Linked DNA regions of Cricetulus griseus: region 2 is linked to region 1. Evidence: chromatin contacts called from public Hi-C data. All regions are on one chromosome and are shown on one strand. Each heading gives the region's core, a stretch centred on a gene start, on an enhancer-like site or on the middle of the called end of the contact. The rest is flanking DNA. Distances are from core to core; before and after follow the strand shown. Region 1 holds the start of Ssbp3 (single-stranded DNA-binding protein 3). Region 2 has its middle 44 kb from the start of Acot11.

The links. A called contact is a pair of places that touch in the nucleus more often than the background predicts.
Region 2: a contact with region 1 is called in a Hi-C map of the CHO-K1 cell line, with 5 times the contacts expected there. The contact joins the enhancer-like site here to the promoter of Ssbp3 in region 1. A contact is called at or near these places in 6 of 8 Hi-C or Micro-C datasets (the CHK-Q cell line, the CHL-YN cell line, the CHO-K1 cell line and 2 more).

What each region holds. Positions count from the first base shown.
Region 1 is chr2:42,922,371-42,926,291 of CriGri-PICRH-1.0, reverse strand. Ssbp3 (single-stranded DNA-binding protein 3) reads left to right here and starts at 2,549. Exons shown (of 16, transcript XM_027402359.2): 1 at 2,549-2,874; 2 at 3,843-3,915. The coding sequence starts at 2,819.
Region 2 is chr2:42,982,928-42,986,889 of CriGri-PICRH-1.0, reverse strand. No RefSeq gene overlaps it. Among named protein-coding and RNA genes, the nearest start is that of Acot11, 44 kb to the left of the region's middle. Within about 2 kb of position 1,264, at least 1 of the 6 cell types and tissues checked has open chromatin away from gene starts, as enhancers often do. A contact at or near this core is called in the CHO-K1 cell line, where this site is marked.

The DNA.
Region 1 (3,921 bases), core at 1,300-3,799:
CAGCTGCAGCATGCTCACTGGGGCTGTGGAAAGGCTCAGTTTTATGGAACCCCTCGGCCCCCTTCTCTCCACAGCCAAGGGCTCAGACACCTTCCTCTGATCTCTCTGCCTCGGTCTTCTCACTAGCTAGCTCCTTTTGCTCCAACAAGAACCTACCAACCCACTTGGAGCCTCACACTGTGAAGCCTCCACAAAGGGCAGACCACAGGGCCTCCGAACAAACACCACCCCCTCTTCCTCTCACACATGTCCTGGAAGGAGGGGCCAGACCTTTTGCGAGGGAGAAAAGGCAAGAAGAATCCTGGCCTGGTGGAACATCAGACTATCAAAAGAGATTAAAAGACCCCCTCCCCCAGATAAAACCCTTTGCCAGCTGACAGGCTAGAAAGTGTATGTGCAAGTGGCTCGGAGGCGCCAGAGCCCCGGGGCTGCGAGGGCATGGCCAGCTCGAGAGTGCCTGACTGTGGGCCCCCCGAAGGGCAGCGCCTTCCCTCCCCCAAGACCCAACTGGTCCTCGTAATCCGCGGGCCCTGCAGACACCAGTGAGTCAGGCATCTTGTGAGTCAGTGTGTTGACAAGCCATCCCTGGCCATTCCTAGCCCATCAAAAATGCAAGGAAGTCCAAAGGAAGGGTATGAACAGACCGATTTAATTAGCGCGGGCTCTAAGGTACCTTAAGTTGGCCCTATTAAATTAAACCGCCTAGGGGAAAAATAACTGTAATTATTTCCTTTTTCCCCCCTACCATTGTATTTCAACTCCCAACCTCCGTGCTTCTCCCCTCTTTGACAAAACAACCTTTAAACTAGGGGCTGGCACAGACATCCCCAAACTAAGGTTCAGTGTTTCTTTTTTCCTGCCCTTCTTCCGTCTGAGCTCTGGTTCCTAGTAGAGAGCAGAGTCCAGAGGGGTCCACGGTGTTAGGCTGTATTCTAATTTAGGGAGGCTGTTAACAAGAGCAGAACATTATTCCAAAAACACACACGGAGTCTCCTTCCTGAACCAGTGCAGATCCGTTTGCTGCGGGGCATTTCTTTTAAAAGCCCCCTTTCTCTCTTTTGTAGAGCAAAATAAGCAAACTTTAATGGTAGGGAATTATTGTTTATTTTGTTGAAATCTAGTCCTGAGTTTTCCTACTTGAAACGTGTTTTCCCCAGGACACTGACCTATCCTTTAATTGTTTGGTGCGAGGCATGTTAGGGGGAGGGGCGTTACTTGTTTATTGGAACAGCGCAGTTAAAAAAAAAAAATCAACCTAGGCTAACAGTTTCAAGGCTCCCCTAAAGATGTATCCAAACAGGCAGCCAATCAGCGCTTACACAGCTTTTTCTGCTTGACTCTTTTAAAGAGACAGTGCCGACAGTGTTTTATCACATTTAAAGAGAACCGCGCTCTGAAAACAGTATGAAAATGGGGGAGCCATCCCTATTTCACCAGTTTCTGATCTGGAGTCCTCAATGAGGGTACGCTGCAGGGTTTTTGGGGTCCTCGATTGGACAGAAAGGAGTCGGTAGCAAAAAGCTTGGTCACTCTGCCAACCCCCCATTTCCCATTGTACACCTGGGTCATTGACAATGGACGCTTCCCCTCCCCCCACTCTGGTCCCCCCTACTCCCCAATTTAGCTCCATTTATTTGAAGTTTGAGATTTCTGCGGTGCGCATTCTGAGTCGCGAGGCGTCCAGGTGACGTCCCTCACCCAAACGGAACCAGTGCCCGCGGAGAAGACGAGGGGGGCTAACTTGCCAGGGTTGGCACACCTCAGAAATTTTGGGAGAAATCACTCTGCCTCCTTCTAGTCTAAAACCCCCTTTCCTCTCCCGAGGCTCGCCCGGAGCACGCCAAGGGCCATTTTCGCGCGGATCCACTTTGGGGTTTCCCAAAGTATTTTAACGATCTAGTAAAGAAGCAGCCGTGCGATTTGGCGCCAGCTTCGGCCGCCCAGCTCCGCGTGCAGTCCTGGCTCGGGCTCGGGCTCAGGGAGCCGGGCTGGGCGCAGGCAGCCCAGGGTGGGGCGGGGAGCTGGGCCGGCCGGGGTCCTGGCCCGCGGAGGGCAAGATCAGCGCGGGGAGGGCGGGGGCGCCGGGGACCAGGGCGACGCGGAAAGGGGCGCGCGGGCCAGCCGGGTCCGCGCCTCCCTCGCGGCTACTGCCGCATCGCCCAGTCCCCGCGGCGCCGGCCGGGTGCTCCGGTCCAGGCCCGAGCCCCTCACGCCGCCGCCGCCCCCCCAGCGCCAGGGCTCGCCCTCCGCTCCCCTGGCCAGCGCACGAGCGGGCAGCGGCTCACGGAGGAGGCGCAGCGGGACTGGCGCGGCCGCGCTGACAGGCGTCCCTCCCGGCCTCCGGGCCCGCCCCCGCGCGCCGATTGGCCGTCGCGCCGTCCGTCGCGGGGCGTGGACGCCCGCCGCGCTCCTGCCGGGGCAGCCACTTCGGTTGAGCTCCAAGTAGACCAGCGGCGGCGGCGACGGCAGCGGCAGCGGTGCTGAAGGCGCAGAGGGCGGCGCAGGCGGAGCCGGGCGGCGCGGCGGGCGCGCGGGCCACGAGCAGCGAGCAAGCGGCTGGCAGGCTTCGGGCGGGCGGCGGCACAGCTCAGGCCGAGCCGGCGCGGGAGGAGTTCCAAGGCGATGGGGCCGCGGCCGGGGCTGACGCTTTGACAGCTGGAAAGAGCGCGGAGCCAGCGCCGGGGAGGGAGGGAGCGCGGCGAGCGGAGCGCGAGCGAGCGGGCGATCGCCGGGAGGGGGCCGGGAGCAGGGCAGCTCGGGAGACCGGACGGTAGCGGCGGCGGCGGCGGCGGGCTCGGAGCCCTCTTCTCTGCAAGCCATGTTTGCCAAAGGCAAAGGCTCGGCGGTGCCCTCGGACGGGCAGGCTCGGGAAAAGTAAGCAAGCCTCTCGCGAGTGGGGCCGCGCCGCGGGCGGCGGGAGGCAGGTGGGCGCGGGGGTCGCGCTGCCTTGGGCCCTGGGTCTCTGCCCCGCGGCGGCAGCAGCGGCGGCGTGGAGAGCCCATTGTTGGGTGCCGGCGGAGGCTGGGGCACCCTGAAGGGGCGGCAGGGCAGCGGCGGGCGAGGGTAGTTGGTAGGCGCGCAGCGGAGCGGACGCGGGGGCCCGCGACGAGGGTGGGCGAGGTCCCCCTGTGAGCCGGTGCGCTCGGCCGGCTGGGCGCGGGGGCTCCACTTTGCCCACCGAGTGCGGGCAGGGGGCGCGTGGCTTTCTGCAGCCCCGAAGGCTCCTTTTGTCCGCCCGCGGCGTGAGAAGTGCGTGCCGGGGGCTTTGTTCGCCCAGGAGCGCTCTCCCTTCCCAGCCAGCGGCCTTGCCGCCAGCCCGGTGCGCTCCGGGGCGCCGGGCCGGGCCGGGCTGGGCTGGGCAGGCGGCGCCGGCCTGGCCCCAGGCTTGGGGGACAGTTGTTTCGGGGGGAGATGCTGAGGGCGGCGCTTTGCTGCCCTCTCCAGAGCGCGCCAAGTACCGGGACTGGGGTTGAGTCTGCCCGGACCCCGAAGCAGGGCTACGGCAGCGAGCTCAAGTGGGCTGGGAGAAGGAGAGCCGCTCTGGACTCTTGTGCCTTTCGAGTTTGTGAGACCTAGATGGGTTTGGTCCCAGTGGCACTTGGAACTTCAAGTTTGGGGGACGGTTTTCCAGCTCCCGCCGCTTTGGGCAGTTTGTCTATGGTACCCACCCACTCATTAGCTGTTCTGACCCGGATCCTGTCTGGGGTGATAGGTGCTCTTCTCTTGTCATGGCCACAATGGGATGGCACAGACCGGGCTCAGAGTCGACTGGCAAGGTCCAGAGCGAGCCTCAGTGTGGTCTGACCCTTTTCTCTCTCTCTCTGCCCCTACTCACTTTCCAGGTTAGCTTTATACGTCTACGAATATTTACTGCACGTAGGAGCACAGAAATCTGCACAGACCTTCTTATCAGAGGTGAGT
Region 2 (3,962 bases), core at 15-2,514, 62 kb before region 1:
GATGTGGCATCGGCCTGGCAGGAAACAGGGCTATCTCTCGCCTGGCCAACACCAGTCCACGTTAGGCTTCCCAGCATGCACTTCCCAGTCATGCCTCCAGCAGCACCTGGGTTCAGGTGACTTGGAATGATAAGTGCTGGTTGAAGAAAGAGCATCAAGGCCACTCTGGCCAGGCGGTGGTAGCACACACCTTTAATCCCAGCACTAGGGAGGCAGAGGCAAGTGGATCTCAGTGAGTTCGAGGCCAGCCTGGTCTAAAAAGTGAGTTCCATGATAGCCAGGACTGTCACACAAAGAAACCCTGTCTGGAAAAACGAAACAAAAGAGAAGGTCACTTGGTCATTTTTCTCTGGAGAGCTGTCCTAACTACTCTGTCCCTAGCCCCGTCTTGGTCAGGCCCTCCCAAAGGCCCCTTGCTTCCTGGTGACAGCATCAGCCTGCAGGGTCATCCAGGGGGTCTTGATGGGCTTTCTTCCCAGACTCCACCTTCAGGGGCTCAAGCCTTGCTGCCGTTGGGTTTTGCCTCAGCACATCTAAGCAAGAAAGACTTTCAGTAAATGTTTGTTAAAAGTGGAGAGAATTCCTTCATTAAACAAACATTTATTGACCCCCAGCGACCTTCCCAACTGCAGCTATCCACAGCCTCACATGTTCTCAGGCTGCCTCCCTCTAGCCCTGTAGATCTACTGGAAAGGGTAAGCATGTCTAGCTTCATCGCTAAGACCACGTGGTAGTTATGTACGTCATCTGAGACAAGTCCCACATATCCCCATCCTGGTACCTTGAGGAACTCCAGGTTCAGCCGGGGAAGGAAATAACTTGCCCAAGGCCACACAGAAGGTCTAGATGGGGCTGACTTTCACCAACCCATCCTCCCAGTCTCTAGACCTACTGCCTGAGACAGGGTTGATCCAGAATTTACTTGGGTCAGTCCCAGTTGACCCGACCATCCCAGTGGCCTTTGCCTAGATCACCATTCTGTCCTTCCAATACTTCCCCAGTTGTGAAGCAGGCAAGTCTAGCTCATTCACAGGCCAGCAGCTGGAGAGCCGGTTACCCCTCATTCAGCATAAAAATACCCCCTCCCGTGCTGCCTTGGACTGAGCACCCCACCCCCAGCACCCCCAGAGGCCCCATTCGGGAAAGGGAGGAGGGAGGAAAAGAGAAACCCACGGGGCCTCTGGGGCACAGCCCTTGAGGAGCCCCGGTGTTTGGTTTCAATTAGGAGGAGAAATTCCAGGAAGCCAGGCCAGTGCTGGGGGAGGGGGTGTGCAGGGCAGGGCTTAGAAAGAGGAGGCTCCTGGAATCCAGCCTCCGGAAGAGGCTCCCTTAGGGCTGAGGGGCCGCTGGGGAGTTGTGTGGCCCGTAGGGCTGGGCTGGATCCCAGGTCAGTGTGTACCTTCAGGGTGGCCATGATGTGGGCCAGGTGCCTGTCACCCCACAGATTCTCAAGGCTCAGTGAACAGTGGCCAGCACTGCATCGCTCCTGTTCTTGCTCACATTGTTCTCCAAATTCCAGATTGGGGTGGGGAGGGATGCGTGGTGGATGACAATGCAATCAGCCACATACCGAGATGGCCTTAGCCAGGAGCCCGAGCCAGCCCAGGAGCTCCAGGTGCAAACAGAACCGCTCTGCAGGCTGGTCCACTGGAGACGGTTCCCTGGAGCTGAGCGCTGCAGAGCCATGGAGGTAATGCAGGGTCTTGTCCTGTTCACCCTGCCCTCCTTGGCACTGCAAGTGCTAGGTAGAGTCTTGCTATGTATCTGATGGTGATGAACTCTTCTGGGAAATTTCAATGAAGGTTTCTTAGAAAAGGGGTGATGAAGAAAAGCTTGTAGATCAAGCAGAGCTATGGGTATTCATGAACTCATCCATTCAACAGCTATGGACTACGTGCATGCCCGGGAAGTTGAGCAGATCGCTGAGCTGGACTGGAAGGGTGTGGGCTAGAGGAGCAGGTGAGAGTCAGTCTGCAGCTCAGTGGACACTACCCAGTAAGGTCAGCCCAGGGTTCCGTGGTTGCATAGTCTGCACGCAGGTGCAAAGGACCCCTTTAAAAGAAAGACCCCGCCCACTTATGCTCTCTTTTCTGTTGTTCCCCTGGGGCAGACAGGACTTGTCCTGTCTCCCTCTTCTCTTCTGTCCTGTCTCTCTCTGTCTCTGTGTCTCTTTACCTCTTTTCTCTTTCCTTCCCCCTTCCCTCCCCTTTCTAATAAAACTTCTCACTAAGCTCTGTCTGCCTGGCATGTTCGTCCCTCTGCCTCGGTCACCCTTGCCTGTCATGGAGTCCACCAAGTTCCGCCTCATGCATTATTCCTAGCAGTAGGGAGCCCCTAAGAGAAAACCAGGGCACAATTCAAACAGGAACCTATAGTTGCTAGCAGTATTAGGGAGGCAGAGCTGGCTCCATGACAGTACCCACTCTCCTCTGCCAGCTGTCCGCTCAATGCAGCTTTTCTTCAGCCAGTCCCTGCCACTACTAGAAATCGTGGGTGTCTGGGGTAGTCACTTTAGTGCTGAGTGAGTCTGGGTTATGTCTTCCCTCCAGAGACCAGAGGACTTAGACCAAGTGTAGTACAGGCCATGAGTGGGATGAGGGGATGAGGTTCCAAAGTTCACAGACCAAGCCATACAAAAACAGCCTCTGGCTGGGCACGGCAGTGGCTGATGGATCTCTGTGAGTTCAAAGTCATAAAAAACAAACAAACAGAACCTTGTCTTTAAAAAAGAAATTTTAGATGTTTTTTGACCTGGATCTAAATGTCTTGCTTGCATGTTTGTATGTCAATTAAGGTGACAGACCCTGTGGGATGGATAGCTGAGAGCTTCCGTGTGAATGCTGGGACCCAAACTGGGACCCTCTGGAGAAGCAACAAGTGCTCTTAGCTGCTGAGCCATCTCTCCAGCCCCCAGAATCAATCTCTCCCCACACCTCTCTTTTTCATTTATTTATTTGGTTTTAGAGACAGGTTTTCTCTGTATGTAGCCTTGTCTGTCCTGGGACTCATTCTGTAGACCAGGCTGGCCTCGAACTCACCTCCTGAGTGCAGGGATTAAAGGTGTGAACCACCCCCATCCTCTAAGAATCTTAACAAAAGTTCTTCCCTCAGGTGTCTGGAGATATAGGTAAGGTGGTAGAGCACTTCACTGAGCTTACATAAGACCCTTAGTTCTGTCTGTGGCACCACAAAAAGAAAACCTAAGTTCTTTTTGTTTATTTTTTATTTTTATTTGGGGTAGGGAGGACACACTTGTGGAGGTCAGAGGATGATTTTTAAGAGTCAGTTCTCTTGCTGAGTAGTGGTGGTGCACGCCTTTAATCCCAGCACTAGGGAGGCAGAGGCAGGTGGATCGCTGTGAGTTCAAGGCCAGCTTGGTCTACAGAGTGAGTTCTGAGACAGCCTCCAAAGCTACAGAGAAATCCTGTTTCGGAAGAAAAAAAAATTTAAAATGTCAGTTCTCTCTACAGTGGGTTTCGAAGGTCAGGAGGTCAGGTTTGGACAGCAGTTTTACCTGGTGAGCCATCTGGAAAACCCAAGTTTTCTTTTTCTTTCTTTCTTTCTTTCTTTCTTTCTTTCTTTCTTTCTTTCTTTTTCTTCCTCCCTTCCTCCCTCCCTCCCTCCCTCCCTCTTTCTTTCTTTTTTCTCGAGACAGGGTTTCTCTGTGTAGTCCTACCTGTTCTGGGACTTACTCTGTAGACCAGTCTAGCCTCAAACTCACAGCGATATGCCTGCCTCTGCCTCCTGAATGCTCAGATTAAAGGCTGTGCCATCACCTGGCAACTCCAAATTCTTTTTTTGGGGGGTGGGGGGTGCCGTGGATTCCAGACATGGTTTCTTTGGCTTTGGAGGCTGTCCTGGAACTAGCTCTTACAGACCAGGCTGGTCTACACAGAGATCTGCCTGCCTTGACTTCAGAGTGCTGGGATTAAAGGTGTGTGCCACCACCACCTGGCTCCAAA